Linked DNA regions of Anas platyrhynchos: region 1 is linked to region 2. The links are chromatin contacts, called in public Hi-C maps. All regions are on one chromosome and are shown on one strand. The core of a region is the stretch at or near the end of the contact, and the rest is flanking DNA. Distances in the headings are between cores, read along the strand shown.

What was found. Hi-C and Micro-C count contacts between places; a contact is called where the count stands out from the background.
Region 1: a Hi-C map of liver shows a contact between it and region 2, with 4 times the contacts expected there. The contact joins two enhancer-like sites. A contact is called at or near these places in 3 of 8 Hi-C or Micro-C datasets (liver, skeletal muscle and subcutaneous adipose tissue).

The regions. Positions count from the first base shown.
Region 1 is chr3:64,720,512-64,727,018 of IASCAAS_PekinDuck_T2T, reverse strand. It overlaps PTPRK (protein tyrosine phosphatase receptor type K), which reads right to left. Exons shown (of 31, transcript XM_072036028.1): 12 at 3,060-3,333; 13 at 110-146. Among named protein-coding and RNA genes, the nearest start is that of THEMIS, 94 kb to the left of the region's middle. Within about 2 kb of position 3,853, at least 1 of the 8 cell types and tissues checked has an H3K27ac peak or open chromatin away from gene starts, as enhancers often do.
Region 2 is chr3:64,575,259-64,581,286 of IASCAAS_PekinDuck_T2T, reverse strand. It overlaps PTPRK (protein tyrosine phosphatase receptor type K), which reads right to left. Exons shown (of 31, transcript XM_072036028.1): 5 at 5,204-5,319. Among named protein-coding and RNA genes, the nearest start is that of PTPRK, 190 kb to the right of the region's middle. Within about 2 kb of position 4,161, at least 1 of the 8 cell types and tissues checked has an H3K27ac peak or open chromatin away from gene starts, as enhancers often do.

The sequences.
Region 1 (6,507 bases), core at 2,604-5,103, 150 kb before region 2:
AACCAAGTTGTTCAAAATACAGGAATGGTGCTGGCTTTGGTTCAATCATTTAACAAAACCATCACATTTCATTAAAAAGCTACTTTGCTTGGGGGGATGAACCTCTTACCTTTTGTAGCTATTCGAACACACTGAGTTTTGGTTTCCTGTTGAGAAGGGAAAATTAAAGAAAATAGTCAGAGCAGGTTCCTTTTTCTTGCCCTCCCCACTCCATAAATTAGCCCTAGATCTGTGAGCAGCTCAGGGACATTGAACCAGGTGGCTCAGGGCTTTGGGCTTAGCAGGGGAGAAGGCTGAGTCATTTTGCCTTTACAGAAGCAGCAAGCCGGATGATACCTGCCTAGGCACTGATCTGTGCTATCCATGAAAATAATGGGGAGAAAAGGTGCAGGACAGCCCGGATGTAGCAAAATTACAGATAAGTTAAATCAAATGGAAATTATGCCATAAAAATCCAGAGTATGCAGTGGAAGAAAAGTGGGGAATTGGTGGTCATATTTATTTCAGGGCACAGAAACTGTGAGCCATGTAGCAAAAAAGAGAAGGTACATTTGTTCAGCACTGTGCACAAACTGAATTGTTTTGTTGCATCCGGACAGTCTCAGAGTCACACGGAGCACACTGGCAACCCTCTCCTTCATGCTTCTGAGGATGGAATGAGCACAGAAGGAGCCCAGCTATCCCTTCACATAAAACATACTTGATCTACAACCTATATAGTCTGCCCAGGAAAGAAAGTGATTTGACAGGGATGTGCTTTCCAAAGACCTTGCATATGCAAAGACAATTTTTATGTATTCTGATGTTTTTGTTTGTTTTTTTTTTTTCCCTTCAGCAATTCGGTTCGGTCAGCAATTGAAACAAGTGAACAGAAAAATGACTTAGTTATGCACACTCTGTACAACTTGAACAAACGAGGGTCAGTCATAAATGTATTTTCTGACCTTTTCGTAAAACGCAGTTATTTTAAAGGCAAACACTGAAATGGCATAAGGGTGCATGAGAGGATGCAGCTGCTACTATATTAGATCATCCTAAACAATACTATTGTGTAACTAGAGAATATAATAATGAAGCTTCATTCTATGAAATATACTCCATCTAGTCCTGCTACCCGCTGCACTGCCATCCCAATGAATCCCTGCAGCTCTCTCTCCTGTTGATGATCCCTGAGCAACTTTTGCAAACACAATACTTAAAGAATGAGTGAAGTAGTGAGTGAGGGTTACCGTAAGTGCTCCGTAAAGACAGTTTTGCAATGTAAACAAACATGCATGAAGTTTATCCATATAATCTTACCTAACTGGCACTCTCCCCACTTATTAGATTTACTAGTCCACTTTTGTTCAAAATGTCTGAATATCACAGTGTAACTCTCATCCCAACCCTACAGTTTATTTCAGAACATACTTTACTTCCCCATGACTATTTTGGTTTACCCTGTGGTTTACAGTAAAGCACCTGTTTAAATATTCTGTAGCTCAGAGATTATCTTTCAACCACTAGATCTATGTCCTGGCAGAATGTGGTGCAACCCCAGCTCCCAGAACCTCCCTCAAATCCCTGTAGGAACAGAAATACGATCCAAAGTTTTAAGTCATACCAGAGAAAACCACTTTAGTATCAAACTCTTTCACAAACTGAATTTACTTCATTTACTTATCTGTCAAAATGTAAAAGCCAAAATAAAGACCTATTTATGTATGCATGTATTTATTTATTTTAACTTCTTCCTTGCATTTATTTCTTGGGGAATTAAATGAATTTCCTTACAATTTAGTCTGCTGGAAGCCAACAACAGGAAAGGGAATTACATATAGAAAGTATGGGAAATATGGAAGAGTAACTAGCAGTTGCTTTTCATTTTTTGCATTGTTTACTTCACATGGGTCTACAGATAAAATCTAGAGAGATGGAACGGTCTCTTCCATCATAAAAAGCCTCCAGTTTTCAAACAGCTCTAGTAAATAAATTCATTAGTTCCTGCTTTTTCCTCATTTTGACTTGATGTACATGCAGTTTTCATAACCATAAGTGGGTGAGATTTTCTTCAAAAGACTCCAAGGCAAAGCCCTTTGTTAGCTGTGGTTTGCTTAGCCACAGCGGAGACCCCAAGGGAGACATGGCTTCTGCTCTTTTCCAATGATCCTGGTGAGCATCAGCTGCTATCAATCTCGCTGTCTATCAGGCAGCTCTTTTCTGGCTTCCCTGACATTTCACATGGAGAGCCTTATAGTCACATTACAGTAATTTCCTTCTGTTTCCTAAACTATATATTGAAAAAATATATTTTTTTAATTATCTGAAGCTTCTGTACCTAGCACCTTTTTCACCTTCACCGACTTTCATTTGCTAGAGAGAAACCATTCGAGAACAACAGCATGGGGCTCGCAGAGCCATGGCGTTATTCCCACCTGGAGTCCACTGCGGTGTTTAACTTCCTGCAGCTTTTTTCCCTTTCTTATGCATGCAGAGCCAGCCACAATACTCAGCAACAGAGTTAAAAACAGAACACCAGGGAGGTAATGAAGGCGAGCGACAGCCAAACTTTGAATACTGCACAGCTGTAGAGCAATCCTGAAGCAGACCTTTCCATAAAGGCTCTTGGAAACACACTGTGGGCCTGGAGTTAGTCTTGCTCTAGCAAATTTTTTATTTTTTATTTGATGTTCAGCATGAGACTCTCCAAAAGTTTATAACATTTCATTTGCCCACTGAGCTGCCTACTTTCTGTTTATCCTGCAGTAACAAGTGTGCAATTCCTGAGATCTGGGGAAAGAGCGCTGGATGCTATTTACCAAGGAGGCAGAGTCGCAGCAGTGAGATTACTACATTCAGACGATTACTAAGAGAGGTATTAAACACTCATCTAGTAACAGTTACTATGATACAAGGGTGGTGTGAAATGCAAATGGCAGGCTGCCATGCTGTCACGGTACAGAAGCCAATGCAAGGATTACAATGGTGCTACTGCCAACACCCCCAACTTTGGCAGCCCTCCTTGTCACCACAGGCATGCCTTTGGCTCCTTCCAGCAGAAAGGTCTGGCTGGCACTCACCTTCTCAACGCTGCTCATGGCCTGGAAATAGATGTTGTAGCCTTTCCGAGGAGCCAGAGGGGGGTTCCAGAAGCCCTGGTAGGTTCTGTTGTCACCCACGGTGAAAGGGGCTGGCTCCGGCAGGTTCCCAGGGGGCAGCTCGGCAGCAAAGTAGTATGGGGATCCTCCACTGAGAGCTGTCTGGTAGGTGACGGGGATTTGGTAGCACTCCATAGCACCCGTTTCTCGCTTCGTGCGGTGTGGGTGCAGCTCCTCAACAACGATCTGGTAGGCACTGGCAAAACAGAGGAAAAAACACTTATCTTTAAAGGGACCTGCTATGGCCAAATCTCTAGTCTCATAAAAGTATTAATCTGACTGCTTTGTGTGAAGTCTGAAAAAAAACCGAAACAAACAACAGACAGTGAAGGCATGGATGCAGAGAAAGCACAAATGTTTCATATATATGTATATATATATTCACAAATGTAGCAAAGCTATGTAATTTAGTCATTGAAAAGAAGCAGCATTTTTTTTTTTTCAGGAATAGCAACAATCCAAGTATATACATATTATCTCCTAACAATGATTTTGCTTTTAGAACAGCAACAGCAACAAAATAACCGGGAATGAATCTGACTTTAAACTACAATAGATTAAACTCTTTGTCTGATAATCGGAAACATCTGAAGTTAGCGTTTTCCTTTGAAATAATACTACAGAAAGCTCAGCTTCAAGGCCCAACATAATGACTGCCTCCAGGCTGTGCTTGAAGCACCAATTTGCAGTTGTCATATCATTAGAGACAGAATGTGCTGACAGGCTTCTCCACCTCTTGACCTTGCTGTGGCTTCTATCTTGGCTCAGAGCTATGCAGATCTAAAGTACAAGTGACATGCTGTAATACAAGCACAGATGGACAGAAATCTGTCCATTCCACCAAAATAGACTGCCTCATTCCTCTACAGTTGTCAATGATAAAATGTTACAAATTGCTGAAACAGATGGCATTCGGCCTATTAAATTGCCATCCCAACCCCCCAACACCTATCTTGAAATGGTCTGTGGCTTGGTCACTTCTCAGAATCACCTTCTCTAAATAGAACAGGTAATTATCATTCTTCTTTCTCCTTCAGGGGAACTACATAACTGCAGTATGCTACAAACTCATTACCAGTTCTCCCTGTAGAAGTACAGAACTTAGCTACTGAGTACAGGAGACAATTCTTGCATTTATAAGATAAGAATGAAAAAAAAATAAAAATAAATAAAATAAAAAACAAACAGCTTTTTGGTTTCTAAAAACTGTATGTGCTTTTATATATGTATGTATACACACATGCATTAGATATATATATTCACATACACAGATTTCCTCATCTACTTGCAGATACATGAAAGGATAGATGCAGGGCCTTATAAAAACCATCACCTTGTTATCAAGATTAGTAGGAAAATATGCCTACGCATGTAGACAAGACCTGAAGCAATTCAATTAAGTGGGCAGAATTTTCTGCTTTGGTTTTGTTTTAAAGCTTTCCAAACATAAAAAGTAAAATCAAGCAGAGTTCTGGAAACATCACTGCATTGCTGCAGGGACTCCAAAAGGAAAGACAAAGACAATCCTCCTTTTTTTTTTAGAACTTATGGGGCAACATTAAATTATTTTGTCAATTTTCTCTGCTACTACTGCCCAGAAAACCTAATAACTGTAGTGGCAGAGATGAAGTGTGATACTGGGGAATGGAAGAAATGAGAGAAGAAAAAATAAGAAACTAGTTTCACTTCTTTCTCAAGCTGAAACAAGTTACCATTCCCTTTTTCTAGCACCTAAAAAATTAAGGAGGAAAGTTTCTACTCTTTCAGAGTGTCCAAGAGGAATATACAAAGTCACCTCATTCTGAAACTCCAGGAGAAATGAAGAATGTAAATGAAAAAATAATGAGTTATATTTCCAGGGATCTCTTGTTTCTCATAAACTGTCTGTGAACTGAGTTTGGCTATAAATCTTCTGTGGTAACCTCTGTGTATTAACCATGCCCAGTTAATACAGCCTGCAACAACAAATCACTTCCACATGACCCCTGCATAACCAAAATCTTTCTTTGTGCTTCCAAATTAATGTAATAGCAAAAAACAAAAAACAAAAAACAAACAAACAAAAAAAACTTGACAGCATGTAAATTAGTAAAAACCATTTTTGATTATCTTGTCCCAAGGGAAGAAATTTCTGCTGGTGTTTATTTCCTCTTGAGCCTGGCCCTGAAGCCAGGCTGGGTTAAAATCACAGCTCCTCAACTGGGCACCCAACCGAGTGTACTGGGAACACATACACTGCCTCTCTGCTCTGTGCATTCGGCAGTCCTGCTCTTGGGAGCTGCCAAAGGACTGGGACCGACACAAATTCTGCTGTCTGAAGTGCCAGGAGAGCAGGAAACTTGTCATCACAGTATCCTGCCAACTCAGGAGCACAAAGCCAGCAGAGAAAGCAGAAGGACGGGGCAACGTTTGCATGTGACATCAGCAACCGTCCCCTGGAATATCCTGGTTGCCATTCAGCTCAGAAGTTGACATCTACCACAGTTTCTAAATTAAACCCACTTCCCTTCCATTGTATAGAATAAGGGAATAAGTGATCTCTCTCTCTCTCTCTCTCTCTTTTTTTTTTTTCCTCCTAAGTTATGTATCTTTTTTTCAAGACAAGTCTCTTTGGAGACTGAAACAAACCAAAAATAAAAGATGAAGAGTATGAGAAGAATTAAATATTAGGTAAGTCCCTTTTAATAGCTTTCTTTAAAAATACTGCAGTGATGTTTGAATCTGATATAAAGTGCATGGTGAAATTTTAAACATAAGATCACAATAAAATATGAATGTTCTAAAACTTTTTCTATTTTATATAAAATATGTTCTAATTTAAACAAAATATGCATCAAAAACACTCCTTTTATGATCCATATACCAGAAAAACATGGAGAATAAGAAATTAATATACATGGTGTAGCCATCTGCAGCTATACAATTGGTTTTAGTTATTATTTTTTTATTTTTAGGTAAAGAATAGTAAATGACAGAAAGTCTTCAAAATCTTCAGTAAGGATCTTTTTTTCTTTTTTTTTTTTTTTGGAAAGGGGATCTGGCAGTATTTTTCATGCAACATAGTAGGCTAACAAGACATGCAGGAATACAATCGTTTTCCTCTGGGCCCTTTGTGCTGCCATCTGTTTAAATCCATTTACTAGCACTTTCGGTGGTTCCAAAGCAACACTCTGTGTAGGGTATGTTACTCTACATACTCATAACAGTGTTAGGAAAGGTCACTCCACTGGAAGATGTGAAGAAGAAGCCCAAGCTAAATATGCAGCATTCAATTGGGGTATGCACTGGCTGCAAAGGTGGTCAGGTATCACAGTTAAGTGAAAGTTTATGCACTATGCTTATCCTTGGATTCTTTGACATGTATTACTAT
Region 2 (6,028 bases), core at 2,912-5,411:
CCTATGAAAATTTCCAAGTGAAAACACACTAACTTACATGATACAAAGTTAAATTGGATGGGATCTTCCTATTATTTATAATCTTTTTTTTTCTTTTTTTTTTTTTTTTTGAGAGCAAGAGTATGCAAGCCTCCAAACACTCAACAGCGGCTAAGGAGTTTATGTTAAAGGTCTAAGGACCATTCTGAAAAGCCCAGTGCTGGATAACAATCCATTCCTTCCACTTCTGGATACAGTGAGGAGAAAGGAATTATGCGGCACAACTTCCTTCCTAGGAGGGAAATACCATCCTTTCATAGAACAAAACGGTCAATGATGTGCACCCTTGGCCTCTGCTAGAGGCACAGGTTGCATATACACTCTCTAGTTCAAAATCCTGCAATGCTGTATTGCTCCTACACAATAATCAGCCCAAATGCATCATTAGAGGACACCATCTGCAGGTGCTCAGCCCGAATCCTCTTTAAAGACTACATACATGCAGTATCTAGAGGGCTAGTACCTAAACACTGAAAACCAGATGAATGATGCACATCAAATCATGCGCCGTGGCAATCAACACCTCAACCCAATACCCCGTTAAACATGGTATTAGGGGCCATGGCAGCTTCCTCAAGAACAGGAGCGTGTTAGGGACTGTTGTTCGGGCATGAACAAATGAGCCATGCAGACGGTCTTTCATCATCCGGTAACAGTTGGCATTGCTGGGAGGTCAGCCCGACTCCATTGTTGTTACAGCAATTTGCATTTTATTTTCCATAATGCTTTCTAATTTCACTTTTTCAATTATTACTTTCAGGCAATTGCTTTAATTATCTGTTACTCCGCAAGGAACGACATTTTCCTCTGGCGGAGAGAGGGGCTGGATCAGACCGCATTAATGCTGATGAGCCTCTCCGCAGGCAGAAGCGGTGCTGGCTGACTTGCCAGCCCTGGCAGCCCAAGTGGGGCGGCCGATAGCCAGCGCCCACAGCCACTGCTGACAGATTGGCCCACTCGCCACAGCTCCATGACAAGCTGCAGTGGATTACCAGGCACGTATTAAACATTTAAATACGTGTGCTACCCTCTTTGAATTTCAGATTCACCAGAGCAAATGGCATCGCCGAAGACCACGGCAAAATACATCCGGCTGCAAAGCCAGAACAAGCCGCTTTCCCTAATCCAATGCTGTGTTAATGCAGAGCTCAGCAATGATGGATGGACTCATTAGTGCGGCAGTTATCGCCATCTGAACCAGGTGCCAAGACATATGGTTTAACAGATGTTCAAGCAAAAAGCTCTATTCTCTGCGCTGTGCGAGTGTCCAGTTAAACTGGACATCGATAAGACACTGAAAATCACATTGGGCTTATGGGAGCCACAATTGTTCCCAACGCAGGAAGCAGTTAAACACAGCCTGATTATGCAAAAAACCCTATTGCTCTGATATCCCAATCAGATCCACAGAACAAATGCTGGACAATATGTACACTGCTTTCTGGAGTCTTTGTGTACCAAAATGCCATTTATTCTATTCAGGCAATCCTGTTTCTGCACTGTCTCAGTAGAGAAATGAAGCTTTAAGCTTAAGCTTAAACCATGGAAGCTTTCTTCACACACTAGAGAAATAAAATGGGCAAGAAGCCCCCCCAGCCCAATCTCTGCATTTTAATATTTAGATTGTTCTCCAGCATAGCAGGTAGAAATGCCAGGTTACCATCACGGGTGTGGGGAGACATCACACAACCCAAAGGACTCAGTGCATACAGCGGCACCAACCTAAAGTTGTTAGTGTGTGACATACTACAGTGGAAATTTTAAGAGGAAAAAATATTGGGAAAGAAGCCTGCAGCACTACATTCAGGTGGTGATGGTAGGTGAAAAGATAATACACACCAAGAACGAATGCATTTCAAAAAGAAAATCAATGTTCACTTTAAACAAAACCTAAGGACTTTGAAATTCTTTCAGAATTTGCCAATAATTGTAGGCCATGAGGAAAATGCTTCAGCTTGCAACCGTAATAGAATGGATACTATATCATGTTGAAAAAATGGGAAAAAAAAAAAAGAAAAAGTGCTGCATTGCTATCCTGCTCCCACACCTAATATGCAGTCGCAAAAGGTATGTTTCAAATCATCCTGTTCAACCTGTTAAATCTCTTTATCTGTGCAAATATTTGTTTTATATTAATGCAGCTGCAACTTTTAACGACTTCTGTTATCTTTACTGCTTATCTTTCAATGCCAGAGCTCTGACTGTCCCAGACCTTGGTCCAGTGGGGCTGCAAAATGCAGGGCTGGGAGGTGAAGGAGTATGGAAAGGGACAGGAGACAAGATACAATCTAAAAACAAATAAACAAGCAAAATCTACGCTAATGAATGTCAGGAGAAGTTCAATTCAATATTAATTCATTTTTGTCTGAATTTTTTACAGAGGTGCATTTGTAGAAAATGGAGTTGATGAAGACTTGTTACAGGAATAAACACTCAAAAACAGTGTATTGAAACGCTGTGCCTATTTTCATCTATCTTCAGCCACACAAAGGTACGTGCACTTAATTTATACATACACACAGAAACAAAAATAACAGTGGAAATGTGCACGCACACAGATCATCTGTGTATTATCAGGGTTTTATCTCCACTAACTGGAAAATTATAGTCAGGTCACTACAACGTGACACCCCACTGAGATCCACTTTTAACTTCAGCTCTGGTTGTTACAACACTTTACTCTTCCCTGCTTCTGACCAAATATCCCCATCTTTTTCCATCTGCTGGCACTTTTTACATAGTTAGGTAATTCAGATGTGAATCAAGCTAAAAGCAAACAAAACAAAACACACACACACTGCCCTTAAAAAAACAAACAAACAAACAAACAAACAAAATAAAATAAAATAAAATAAAATAATCCCCTCATCCCTAATAGCAAAAACAACAAAAATCCTTTTCAGCCAGATCAGTTTCCTGAACTGACCTACAAGAAAGGTGCAAAAGCTCCAGTGTTAGATCACACAAGGGATGGGGAGGGAGTAGCTGAGATTGCTGCAACTCATATTATGAGCTTATATGAGATTATAGCTGAAGCAGCTAGGGGACTGCACCCAGAGACAGCACAACTCTGAAAACAAAGCAGGGTGGCTGCTTCCCCCTGCTGCTGAATTTACCTCAGGCCCTCTGTGTAGAGGGCTGGGAAAGCCAGAGAGCAGTGGTAGATTCTGTAATGAAATCTGTACCTGCACAACTCTATTGCTTCAATGCAAGCAAACAGGATCTTAGATCATTTCAGATATAAGAAGTCCTAGTGTCCCAGACTGGACCTTGGATCTTTACTTATGAAAGACTGTGTTAATAGCAACTTGTACGCTACTTTTTCTTCTCTCTTCCCTCCTCCTGCTCCCTGCCCCCAAGGAAATATCTTTTCTCTTTCAACAGGGACATGACCAAAAGCTATTTTCTCTAACACGGTGTACTTGAAAAGTGTCTTTTTTTTTTTCATTGGTCTTTATTTTTTCTTTTTTCCTCATTGGCCTTTGTTGTTATGAGAAAAATACATTCCTAGAATGTTTCAGCTCAGGGCTCTCAAAAACAATTACTTAGGCATTTGATTTGATCTTCTGGCTCTTCCTTCCCAGGTATCCAGGCTTTATGAATCTCTGGTTTGGTCAAAGGCTAAAGTGAACCTCTTCCAAGTCACACACTTCAGAGTCTCATGAGGCCTCATATACATCCACCCTATGTTTTAAGGAAAAGGAGTCAATTTACTATTAGCTGAGCAAAACAGCAGGAACTTGCCATGTTCAGAGGTGGGAAAGCGGAAGGTTTGCGTTTACACCTGGAAAGTAGGATGGAGGGTTGGAACAATGAGGGAGGGAAAAAAAAAATTACAGTTCACCTTTAAATTGGTGAAAATATTGCATTATTTAAGAGAAAATAAGAAGGGGAATGCAAGTCCCAGCATATGATTTTAGTAGCAAGGTATCTTTAAGAATATCAAAGCACTTCATAAGCACAAGTGTAGTTATTCCAACGTCAAAGACATCTGCACCATCAGGAAGCACCATATCTGTGATTCACACACAAAAAAAACACCCACAAAGTACATGAAGGGACAAAACATATGTTTTCTGAGTTGTCTGTCTGTTAACTGGGCTTCTCAAGGGCCTGAAAGTAAGCACGGATAATCTGTCAGAGTTATCTGACTCACAGGACCGAGTGATAGGGAAGATTTCCAGCTGGCTGGCTGTCAGCCCTTTCTGACCAATTATCTACTGAAGGTGGTGCTTTACATTTTTTCTTGTATGCACTTCTTGTTATAGTCCTGTCTTTGGTATAGCATGCCAGCTTAATTTCAGTTTGTGTCCTTTACATGCTCTCTTTGGCAAGTCTCTGAAATCAAACTCCTCTTCCTTAATGAATGTGTTTTATACATGCTCAGTTTACTACTCAAAGACATGGAGTACAAATCCTTCCTACTGATAAGATACCTTTTTGATAAATGCAGTGCAGTTGTTGTTTGATGCTTGCCCCCTTTTTAAATGTTGCAGACATATGTCTGGCAATACATTTTGCATGTTAGATTTTCCTAATCAAATGCTCCTATTAATTTTATTTATTTATTTATTTATTTATTTATTTTTACATTTGAAGCTTATCACATGTCTATATGCAACTGTTACTGAAGGTTTGCCAGCCCAACTCTCTAATAAGAGAAAAAAATAAAAAACACTGAAGGAACTGATTATAATTAATTTCAGAAGTATATTTGAAAAAAAAATATTAAAGTAATTCTATCTGATTATAGTCCATTTCAAAGAAATTTTGCAAAAAACTATTTACTTTAAAGTTCTGAAAACATACAGAAATGTATGACAACTGTGTTACATGTATGTTTTACTAGACACCAAATACCAATTATATGCAGTTAACGGTAAAAAATTTTGACACAAACAGAGGAACTTTTTTGCAAGCAGCAGGACCAAAATGCGTTAAAGAACAACCTTCCTCTATTGGCCATAAAAATTGTCCTAATTTTTCATTCAAGGCTTTTAAACATTACAGAACTGATTACAAGTTTCTCCATTACAACTTTCTCCAACATAAAATTTATTTAAACTGTTTACATGCAGAAGAAAAAAAATGAATTTAAATACTCCCCCTCCAGAAAGCATTTTTTTGTCCTCTAGCCAAATAGACTTGGATGAGTTGGCCTTACCTGGAGCCATAACTTGTTATTCACTGCATCTCTCCCCGTAGCAATGCATTGAAATGTAGCATTCTGTCCTGCATTGACCTCTACATCCCCCAGCCTCAAGAAATGTGGAGATTTATCTGCAGAGGTGGAAAACACAAATTACAAATAGCACTTATTGCTAAAAAAAGGTACCAGCAACATTATTGTCTCCCCAAAGACGCATATTATAACAACCTTTGGCTGAAAAACAGCAACAGAAGAAAGAAAATGATTTGTTTCATCTCTGTTCAAGAAGAAAGAGTGCTTTTAGTCCTTTCCCTTCTCCTCTGGTGATCCTACTACTTTATTTAATGCATGAGTTATATTATAGTCTTTTAAAAATCAAAGCCAAGAAAAGGAGATCAAATGCCAGAATGTCAGTAGCACATTACAAAAATTATCCCAAAGAATTTCAATTGTATAAAATCCGTCATACTGAGAAAAAGCCAATTAGAAGGATATTGCTCAAGTAAAAACATAGATATTGCTCAGATTATTTGCAATGTAACTGCATTCTTTTACTAAATGAAATCAGTTTCTGCTGTTGAACATAATATTTCAGTAGCTGATAAATTTATTTCCCACACTGGCAAAACCCCTAGGAAAGCTCTGTGGCACGACCACCTGAAGGATTTATTAGACATACGAAGCTGACAGACACATTTGAGGAATGGTTATATTACACAGCTCTCACCCATTCCTTTCTCAAGGGCCACCAACTAAAACAGCGGCTGAGTTGTTATTTCTTTGTGCTTAGAGTAAAATAAACAAAACAAAACAAACAAAACAAAAACAAAAACAAAAAAG